Linked DNA regions of Sus scrofa: region 2 is linked to region 1. The links are chromatin contacts, called in public HiChIP or PLAC-seq maps. All regions are on one chromosome and are shown on one strand. Each heading gives the region's core, a stretch centred on a gene start, on an enhancer-like site or on the middle of the called end of the contact. The rest is flanking DNA. Distances are from core to core; before and after follow the strand shown. Region 1 overlaps LOC106508010 (a long non-coding RNA gene). Region 2 has its middle 140 kb from the start of BCL6.

What was found. HiChIP or PLAC-seq counts read pairs in DNA pulled down with a chosen protein or histone mark.
Region 2: a contact with region 1 is called in an H3K27ac HiChIP or PLAC-seq map of alveolar macrophages. The contact joins two enhancer-like sites. A contact is called at or near these places in 3 of 47 Hi-C or Micro-C datasets (epiblast stem cells, heart right ventricle and liver) and 2 of 2 datasets of contacts at active chromatin or transcription factors (alveolar macrophages and skeletal muscle).

Annotation. Positions count from the first base shown.
Region 1 is chr13:125,441,498-125,446,631 of Sscrofa11.1, forward strand. All of the region lies in intron 2 of LOC106508010 (a long non-coding RNA gene), which reads left to right. Among named protein-coding and RNA genes, the nearest start is that of BCL6, 54 kb to the left of the region's middle. Within about 2 kb of position 1,359, at least 5 of the 83 cell types and tissues checked have an H3K27ac peak or open chromatin away from gene starts, as enhancers often do. A contact at or near this core is called in alveolar macrophages, where this site is marked.
Region 2 is chr13:125,525,550-125,530,599 of Sscrofa11.1, forward strand. No RefSeq gene overlaps it. Among named protein-coding and RNA genes, the nearest start is that of BCL6, 140 kb to the left of the region's middle. Within about 2 kb of position 2,157, at least 26 of the 83 cell types and tissues checked have an H3K27ac peak or open chromatin away from gene starts, as enhancers often do. A contact at or near this core is called in alveolar macrophages, where this site is marked.

The sequences.
Region 1 (5,134 bases), core at 109-2,608:
CTATCTTGTTGTTTTGCCATCTCTCTGAAGTTGCCCTTAACTATATGGTGTAAGATGGATTATTTGCCATGTCTGGATTCCAGACCATTGGAAGGAGAAAAGGGGGAAGTAGAGGTATCCCATGCACATTTAAGGCACATTTGGGCAGTTGTGCACATTGCTTCCACTCACATCCCATAGAGAACTTCATCTTCTGGTCCACCTAGTCAGTGTTGTGCTGGAGTCCAGTCCCAGGGCATATGAAAGCCCATTGTGTGCATTTCCTCCCAACTCAATGTTCACTGGGTCATGTTGGCCGCTTGAAATCAGACATGAGAGAATTAACACCACAGAAATTGGCAAAGGCTACAAATCAAGGCTTTTTTTTTCTTCCTTGAAAGCTGATTGCTAAAAATTTGCTTGTAATCTGCTGCACATAGCTGCAAGAGAAGCTGGTCTGTTTTACCACTCCTTGCTCCCCCATGTATGGACTTGTTAGTCAGACAGCAGTTATTTAGCTAGCAATTCTGTACATGGGAGCAAGGAGCTGTGTTTCTACAGAAGCAGCTAAGGATCAATGTTTGCAAACAATTAGAAGTGTCTCTAAACATGACATCATCTAGAAAAGTAAATTAGGAAATTGGAAAACTTTATTCTAAGTTGATTTAGAACTGAGAGAGCAGTTCTATCTACAAGTGTGTGTTTATGGGAGTTTTCTACTGCCATCTTCCAGCTGTGAAAGACCTCACAAGAGAGAAGCTAAGCTTATTTGTGTGAGCTGAAGGTATAGGTCTCTGGGCAGAGGTTACATGAGCCAAATTCTGCTCATTTTGGACTATTTGTATGGTCCAAAAATGCAGCACTGGTTTCCATCACTTCCAGTGTCCAGGCAGAAGCTGTATGATCACTGAACGGGTTTCCATGGGGGAGATTTCATTCTGACTGGAGGTTTCCCTAGCTATGTCCAAGTCTGTTCATGCTTAGACACTCCGCCTCACCCCTCAGACTCCAGGGCTTCCTGTGCTTTCCTTTGTTCCACTTACCACAGCATAATTATTGCTGTACTAATTCAGTTCATATGTCTCCTCAACCAGCCTGTAAGCAAAGCAGCCGTGTTGTTTTACTCACCACTGTGTCTGCTACATGGAGCAAAGTGTATGGCCATCGTGGGCACTCATTACACTCGTATCTAACGGAGGATGAACACTGTGACACATCATGTATGAAAGTGCCTTGCAAACTGCTCATGATAATTACTCTTTACAAACAAGATACTGAAATACAAAACAGAACAGAAAGCAGGTGAAGGAAGTGGCAGTAAATACTACCAGACATCTAGGGGGAACTGAATTTGAATCTCAGCTTCCTGGAACCAAGTACAAAAAGAGAACATGTTGGGTTACTGCGTTTTCTTTTTCTAATGGGATATGAAGTCATCTGAAGAAGCCAGGTTTTTCCCTAGTGATTTATTAAAATGAGGCCATTGTTTCCTCACAGTTAATGTTTAAGCATGATGAAATTTCTCCTAACTTAAAAAAAAAAGACAAAGAAAGAAAAGAAAAGAAACCTCTCGGGGCAGCTGTCCCACCCGCCCCAATTCCTTCATCCATGGTCCATGCTGTCTCCATATCCTCACCTCCCAGTCATGGTTCAGGTCACTGGAGTCTTGTTCAGCTCTGATCATCCTCCCAGAGCTGTGGCCTGAAGGACCACAATAGGTTGTCCTTGCTCCATTTCTGCTTCAATCTCTATTGCAGTAAATGTTCCTTAATTATTTGACACTCTTAACCCTGCTAGATCCTGTCCCTTGGTTCTGTGACACAAAACTGGTTTTCTTCCTGGATTCTCTCTCTGGCTCTTTTAAAGATTGCTCGAGCTCTGCTCCTCCAGTAAATTTTGGCATTCTTTGGGGTTCTGAAATTTTTTCTTTGACTCTTTTCTTTTCTCACTCCACATACTCTCCCTAGGAAATTTGACCTATGCTAATGGCTTTAATTGCTTATTAGATTGTAATGACTCCTCTTTTGGTTTTTAGGATGGATGATCCACTTATCCAGTTACACTCACACATTTAACTTCCTTATGAATATCTCCTAGGTACCTCTAATGCAGTGTGCCCCAAACGGAGCCAATATTTTTCTTCCTCTTGGCCTTTCATTCCTCATGTGTTCCTCACTTCAGTGAAGGGTCTTACCTTTCGTCCAGCTTCTCAAGACAGAAATCTTTTCATCTTTAACTCCTCTCTCTGACTCCTCATCCCCAATGCTCAGCCAGTAAGTCCTATTAACTCTCCTTCCTAAGTATCTCTCAGATCAGTCCACTGATCCCTAGCATCAATATCACGTCTTTAGTGCAGGCCTCTGGAATTCTGTCATGGCTCTTCATAAGCCATGTCCTGGTCTTACCGTGCTTCTAATTGATTTTCCACAGAGCAGCCAAAGTGGTCTTTTAGAAAGAACAATCTCAACTTGTTCTTGCCCTGCTTACAACTTACCAGTGGCTCTCTGTGGCCTTCAGAATAAAGGCCTAACTCCATAATGAGGTTTAAGTGGCACTCCTGGTCTGACTCCTGTGTACCTTCCAGCCTTGTCTCCTTTCGACTTCCAAACCCCACTCCTAAACACCACACTCCCATCTCAGTTGAACCACATCCTCTTTCCACAGTACCTGGCTCTCTCTTGCCTCAGGAGCATGTGATATGCTCCTTTCCTACCCATCCCTCTATACTCCTCCTAAATTACTCCAATCATCCTCTCACTCTCACCTTAGAAATAACCCCATTCATTCATCCATTCACTCCATAAATATCTGCTAAGCAATCTGATATATGCCAGGCAACCTGCAGGCACTTGTAATACAACACTGAGCAAGACATACGTGATCTCTGCCCCCCTGGTCCTGGTCACGTGGCATTCCTTGACTTTCCAAGTCTGTGGTAGGTTTCCCATGGAACCCTGAACTCTGTCCTCACTCTACATGGCACTATCTCTAGCATATTTTAAAGACTTTTAAACCAGGGGACAAACCAGGTCAATAGACTTTTTCTGTAAAGGAACAGCTTACAGATAATAAACCTTTTTGTCTTTGTAGGATGTACAGTTTCTGTCAGAGCTACACAACTCTGCAGCTGGAGAGGGAAATCAACCATAGGCAATGCGTAAATGAATGGTGTGGTTGTCTTCTAATAAGACTTCATTCACAAAAATAGATGGTGAGCCAGCCTTGGCCCATTGGGCATAGTTTGCTGACCCCTGGTCTAAGTAGCTGAACTAGTATGTTTTTCTTTACCTTTGTATCCACAGTGCAAACAAATACTTGACATAGAGATTCCTCCATGACAGTTGGATGAACAAGAGAGTGGAAAATGAACAAATTAGGATATACCTGTTCCCTTTTTTTCCTCTGTGATCATGATATGCTCTATGTTCATTTTACATGGTCAGTGAACCCCCATGAGATGGTTTTCATCTGTTATGCTCACCTAAACATTTGTGCTGAGCAAATAACGTATCAGGAGTTTTGGCTCCTTTGGTGGCGTTGGTCAAGTTATAAATCCTTTGTCACTACTCCTCAACCACCCCCCACCGCACAGTGGTTAGTTTGTTTGTTTTTTCTAGGCATGATTGTTGAATGTTGGATTCTCCAGATGTACTTCATATAATTCATTATAGACCTCAGTCTTTGTATTTTGTGTGTATAGATATAGTCATTCCTTTGTTCCATAAATATTTATTTAAACCTACCTTAAAGCCTTTCTTGAGCAGGGAGACTACTAGAAAAAAACCCTCAATTAAATCAATGCACAAAGCCCTTACTAAGCATAGGGTACTAGGTGAGGATTCAGTGTGTAGTCAGTGGGGATAAATATAACTCAGATAAGGCATTGTCAGTGAGGAGTAATGAAGAAAGGAGATAAGAAGAGGGACAGATAATTTCCACACAGTGTAGAAAGTGCCAAGTCCTTTTGGAAAGGGATTGGAAAAATACTCTGGGACTTTCATCAGAAGTAAAATTTGTCTTTAGCCAGAGAGATCACAGAAGGCTCTGAGAGAGGAGTATTTGGGTATTTGGAAACATAGGTATTTCGGAAACTGATATATCACTAAAGGGCCTTTGAGACAGAGGAAAGTACAGGCACACCCACAAGTTACTAGAAAGCAAGTTTTAATGAAGCTGCGTCCATGGACTGGCTGATAAAAGTGCAGCCAAATCCCTTCGAGAAGGTGCCAAGTCCATTCTGGTCTGGAATGCATTGATAATTGGGACATTATGCTCAGAGACTGCAAATTGACATTCTGTCGTCATCCCTCTTGGAATAGAAACCCTGATCCTTTAAAGTAATTAGCACCAATTTGGAGCATGTGTGCAAAAATAAATCGCAAGTGTCCAAAAACAGATACATTAAGTTCATGGTTAGGAAGCAAACGTTCTTATTAGCTCCACCTACATCAACAAAATCAGAAGCGATTAGCATTTAAAAATAGAAGAGACAAGGAGAGTTCACAGTTCCCACTGGAAAATTATTATTTATATAAATGTCCACAGTGATGACTTCCATGTGCCCTTCCTGATCTTAGTCACATTGTTTCAATGGCTGAAGGATCGGGGTTTTTTCGTGAAGGTTAGGAGAAGAAAGCTGATTCTGAGCATATTGTCCTGGTTGAAATTGAAAAGTGTTATGTCCACCACACAGATAGGTAGGGCTCTCTCTCCTCTTCATTGGTCCTCACCCCATCTTCTGCATGGATGAGAAGAAGATTTACTGTGTCTCAAGATGATCAGCAGATCTGCCCCTAGAAGCCCACCTGCAGGACCTTTGCCCATGGGACACCTGCCTGTTGTAGAAAGCTCCATGGTTCCCTTGAAGAAGGGCGGCTGTTCCCAGGAACTCACCAGAGCACACTTTGCATGGCCCTTGACATGCTCTTTAGGACATGGAATGTCTCAGTTAAGGAGAGAGTCTTAATATTGGTATTTGCTGTCAGACTGCGGGGGCAAACTAACCACGGGGCACCTGAGGACCTGATGTGGAGACCGGGAACATGTGGCACACAAACACTGGCCTCGGGTCCTTGTGTTACTGACTTGCTCTGTAAACTTGGTCCAACCACTTTTTCTGGGTCTCATTCTCACCATCCTTAAAACTAAGGGCTCA
Region 2 (5,050 bases), core at 907-3,406, 85 kb after region 1:
CGTTCAAAGGGCTGAGGGATGGCACTTCAAATCCGCAACAGTCAACACGATAAGTATCATGTTAAAATTGACTTATGTTTACACAGTGCATGGATGGTTTGCAGGAAAAATTACCACATAATATAATTTATTTTATTCATTAAATGAATTTTGAGAAATGATTATGTGTCATCTTTGATAGGGTTACAAAAATGAATTGAACAAATATTTTTGCCCTAACATAACTTATGTGTTAGCCAGGGAGGTATAACACATGAATTCAATTAGTCTTCTTTCTGACTAATAATATCACAGTTTTGTGCCCTAGCCAAACAAACTACCAATTCACGGGTCACCAGACTTCACATGCTTTCCCTGCTTCTGCCTTTGTTCATAGTATTTCCTCTGATTGGCCTCCTCGTGCTTCTCATTGACTATTTATTTCCCCAAGCCAAAATCAAATGCAAATGTTTCCATGAAGACTTTTCTGATACCCCTAAACAGTAAGTGATCTCTCTCCCCTCTGTCCTTTATACAGGCTTTAAAATCTCATCCTTTGTATTTGGCTCCCTTATCTCTATGCTGGAGCTCCCTGGTAGATATGAGTGCTGAAGGCAGAATCTACATCTATGAAGCTGAGGATCCAGTTATGTCCTACCAAATGAGATCGTATTTTGATAAAGCTTGGCTAATTTCTATAGCAATTGTTACTTCTATTTCTCCTTCTTCCTCTCTTCATATGAAAATTGAAACATGGTTATGACGCAATTATTTGATATAGACATTAGAAAATATGATCCAAAAGCAAAGGGCTACATAAAATTCTTATTTTTTTGCCTAATACTTATTTTATTATCCTGCAAGCATTCTCAGACTTCCTGTGATGAAGATCATTCTCTTAGTTTCTAAGCAAGATCCCCTAAGGAATTAAAAGTTTGGGCAAGTTTCTGCTATGGAATAGCAGAGCTGGAAGGTACCTTAGGAATTATCTACTTCAATCAACAAGTTTTAAATATGGAGATATTGAGGCTTGGAAGGGAAATGTGGCTTGTTCAAGGTCACTAAGTGACTCAGGGGCCAAGCTGGACATAGGTCTCTTGGCAGTTACTGCAATGTCTCTGTCTATACACGAGGCCAAGTCACCAAGCTGACCCTGCTCTTGCCCAACACCCTGTCTGAATTTTCTGTCTGAAATGAGCCTAGACCATTATAAGCATTACAACAGGACTGCCAGAGGTGTGGCTAAGCAGATCATTTGCCCAGCCTTACACGAAATTGAAGAATCCTGTAATGGGGAAAGTATCTGGACAGAAGCAGTGTCACCAAGAGTTCCAAAGGAAGCACGCGGTGACCAACACAATACCAAGCCCAAAGACGACAGCCAGAGCTGATAAGGGACTGTGCCTTTAAAGTATAGACTCATGGAGCTGGGGAGAACCTTGGAAATTATCCAGAAGACAAAGCAGCACTGCAACATGAAGTCTTGTCTTCTAGAAATTACCCTGTTATTTACCTGTCATTAGTAAGTTACTCCCCTTCTCTAGTCCTCAGTTTCCAAGTGTACAAACTAAACAGGATGAGCTAGATGATACCCAAAGTACTTTTCAAATCTGAAAATTTTCTACTCTATAAAGCATCTGATTTCCTAGTTTGACACTTGAGGAAAAAGAGGCCTACAGAGGTTCAGTAACGTGCCTAAGGTCACACAGTGCTTCAGTGGCAGAGTAGTAACTGGAGTCTAGGCCAGCATTCTACCTACTGCCCCACATGGCTACAACCATCTCTTCCAAGCTGCCCTGGAGCCTTGTGGTGAATTGTGAAACTGCTGTCCCCAGACTCTCGCAATTGCCCTCTTCTTTATGCCTGTGGGACTGTTGGCAGCACACAGAGGGCTGTGGGAGAGAAGTCTGAGCGATCTCTGCCCTGGGAGTGGAGCAAGGATCAAATCAGCTCCTTTTTTTTCCTCACTCTAGTAGAAATGAAACCAAAACCAGCTCCTTAACTTAGAAGGCAGAGAGGCTAGAAGAGAGTGGCCCTCAGCCTCAGCTTATGCAGAGCCCTGGGATAGTGGCAGAGAAAGGCCCTTTTCCTGGGGGCAGGAGGATCTTTCACCTGAGTCTCTACAGAATGAAACCAGATGATGGCTGAGATCCAAAGCAAGGTGCTTGACCTAGGAGAAGCAACACTGGGTCAAGATGCAGAAAGACTCTCTGCAGCATGGCTCAGAAATGTGCTTCCTGAGTGACGTTGAGTCATTTCACATCCCATCAAAAATGGGGAAGGAATCATGCAGAAGAAAAAGAATTGTGCTTTAAATCTAATGTTACCTTTGAGCCTTACAATTGATCTTGGAGCCAGATACAGAAAGCATTTTCCTCACCTATTTCCTTTGCAAGACAGTAAAGAAGCTGTTTTTAAAAGCGATTGGGAGTTCCCTAGTGATCTAGCAGTTAAGGATTTGGCTTTGTCACTGCTGTGGCTTGGGTTCAGTCCCTGGCTCAGGAATTTATGTATGCCACAGGCACAGCCAAAAAGGGGAAAAAATTTAAAAGAAAAGTAATTGAAGTGGACCAGCTCTGAATATCAGACATTGTTATTAGCAAATGTGATAGATTTCACATCTTCATACTTTAAAGATGCATGTAACCTAGGTCTTCCTTTCTTTCTCAAGAGGAAGCCACATGGCTTCACAAACCCTCCTGCCAAGGAATCTCCTTTTTTTTTTTTTTTGTCTTTTTAGGGCTGCATCCGCAGCATATGGAAGTTCCCAAGCTAGGGGTCAAATTGGAGCTACAGCTGCTGGCCTGGCCACAGCCACAGCAACGCAGAATCCGAGACACATTTGAGACCTACACCACAGCTCATGGCAATGCTGGATCTTTAACCACTTTTCAAGGCCAGGGATTGAACCGGTGTCCTCAATGTATACTAGTTGGGTTCATTACCACTAAGCCACGACAGGAACTCCGGGAACATTTTTGGTAATCCTGCTTTTGATGTGACTTGCAAAAAAAGCAGAAGCAAAGATTACAGACACGCTGCTTGACGCCTAGTTCCCATTCCCTGTTGTTGAACGAATGTAATTAAAGGAAGAAAGGAAGCGGGTCTCCAGAGAGATATAATGTCTATTCCTAAGCCCTTTTTTTTTTTTTAATAAACTTCAGATAATCAGAAGTTCGAGGTCAGAGGATAACTTAAGGCCATCAGAAGTTGGCCAGATTGGACTCATATTCTCTAGAGAATTCTGGCCTTTTGGCAGCCAGATAGAGTGCTGAACGCCAAGCCAGGCTGTGTTTGGGCGCAGCTCCAGGCTCCAGCCCCTTGGGCCTGGGCTTCAAGATGCACAAGGATCCCGGCAGCAAGCAGGGTCCATTCCTGAACATACGCTTTTAATCAGAGACACTGGGACCTGGATGGGATGCCAGGCATAATTTAATTCCTCTCACTTTGCAGATGTAGAATCGAAGGCCAGAGTGGGGGACGGGACATGGATGATTGCACAAGATCTTTTGGCAATTTAGGACATCACTCGGTAGGATGGAAATGGGTAGCTTTGGGGTAGTAACCTGGCTCCAGATCCCAGCTCTGCCAATTATCTACTAGGAGACCTCAGGTAAGGCACTTAACCTCCCAGAATATCAATGTCATAATTTGTAAAACTTGGGTGGGGGGCATAATTATATGGCCTAAATTACAAGATTTTTATGATAGTTAAATGAGATTTTAAAATATCGAAGTGAAACTAACACAACATTGTAAATCAACTACATTCCTATCATTTTTTTAAAATACAAAAATGGAAAAAAAAAACCAAAGTGATTGGTAAACAGGAAGTCATTATTCATACTTTCATGTTGGGATTACATTATAATAAAACACACGTCCTAATAAAACCAGTGCACTTTTCTGAATGCCATCCTCATGCCAAATGCTTCACCTGGTTTAAACCAGGTCCTATACACAGCAGGATTTCAACACAGTATCTCACTTAGCCCCTTCCATCCACCAGTCGAAACCTGGGCCTGGGCTTCCATTCTCAGGCCACACTTGGCTCCCTCTTCTCTCACTCAGCCCCTATCTAGTGAATGCGTGGCTCTTGGCTGTTGAGGGCAGGACTGGTTTGCCCCAGGAGATATCATAGTACTCTGCACAAGGTCAAATATCTTTTGAAAGTTCATTAGTTAATTAATAAAAGAGCAACCTGATAGATTAATTAATATTTCTTTTTGGAACATAGTCTTACTGAGGGATAATCGGGTGGGAAAGAGTTTTTGATTTCTGTCCAGAACGCATCAACTGTAGCTAAGCCAGAAGGAAAATGGGGATATTCAAGATAATTAAGCCATATAGAAAACCTGAGCTTGCCAAGGGTTCCAAATAAGAAGTTGGGTCTTATAAGTTATGATCTGGCCATTAGCAAAGAGCTCTTTCTGTTTGCTTCCATAAACATCTTCTGTGAGCATCTCAACGAGCTCATTGATGTGCACAGATATAATTTCAGGACCTTCCCTAATAATGCCCCCATCCCGTTTTTGTTCAAAACACTCCTTTGTTACATGACAGGACGTTGCTGGTAATTTTTTTGGTGTCTCTTCATAAAAGGACCCATCTGTTAATGCGGGACTGTGCTTTGTATATAACAACCTCAGTGCAGAAATAACTGCCCCTTCTCCCAGTGTTTGAGACCCTTAATCTTTTGTTGCAGACACTGTTGCAGGCTCTCTTTCTTTGGCAGATTGCATTTTTTGAAGGTGACTGCAACAATTTCTCCATACCACATGCCCTTCAAGAAACTTGCCACACCTCCCATCAAAAGGTGGGGTCTTTTGAATCTGAGTGGGGTTATGACTCAGTGGTAGTCATTTCAATACAGTGTAAGTGACGATGTATGAATTCTTAAGCTACATCGTACAAGGTGATGATGCACTTTCCTTCTTGTTCATGTGGAGTCTTGAGTTGCCAAGGAAGCAGTCCAACTGTCCTTAAGCTACCATGCTGGGCAGTCCCTACACAGAAGGACCACATGGAGGGGTCCTGAGAGATGCCTGGCTTGCTCCCAGCTGCTCCAGTC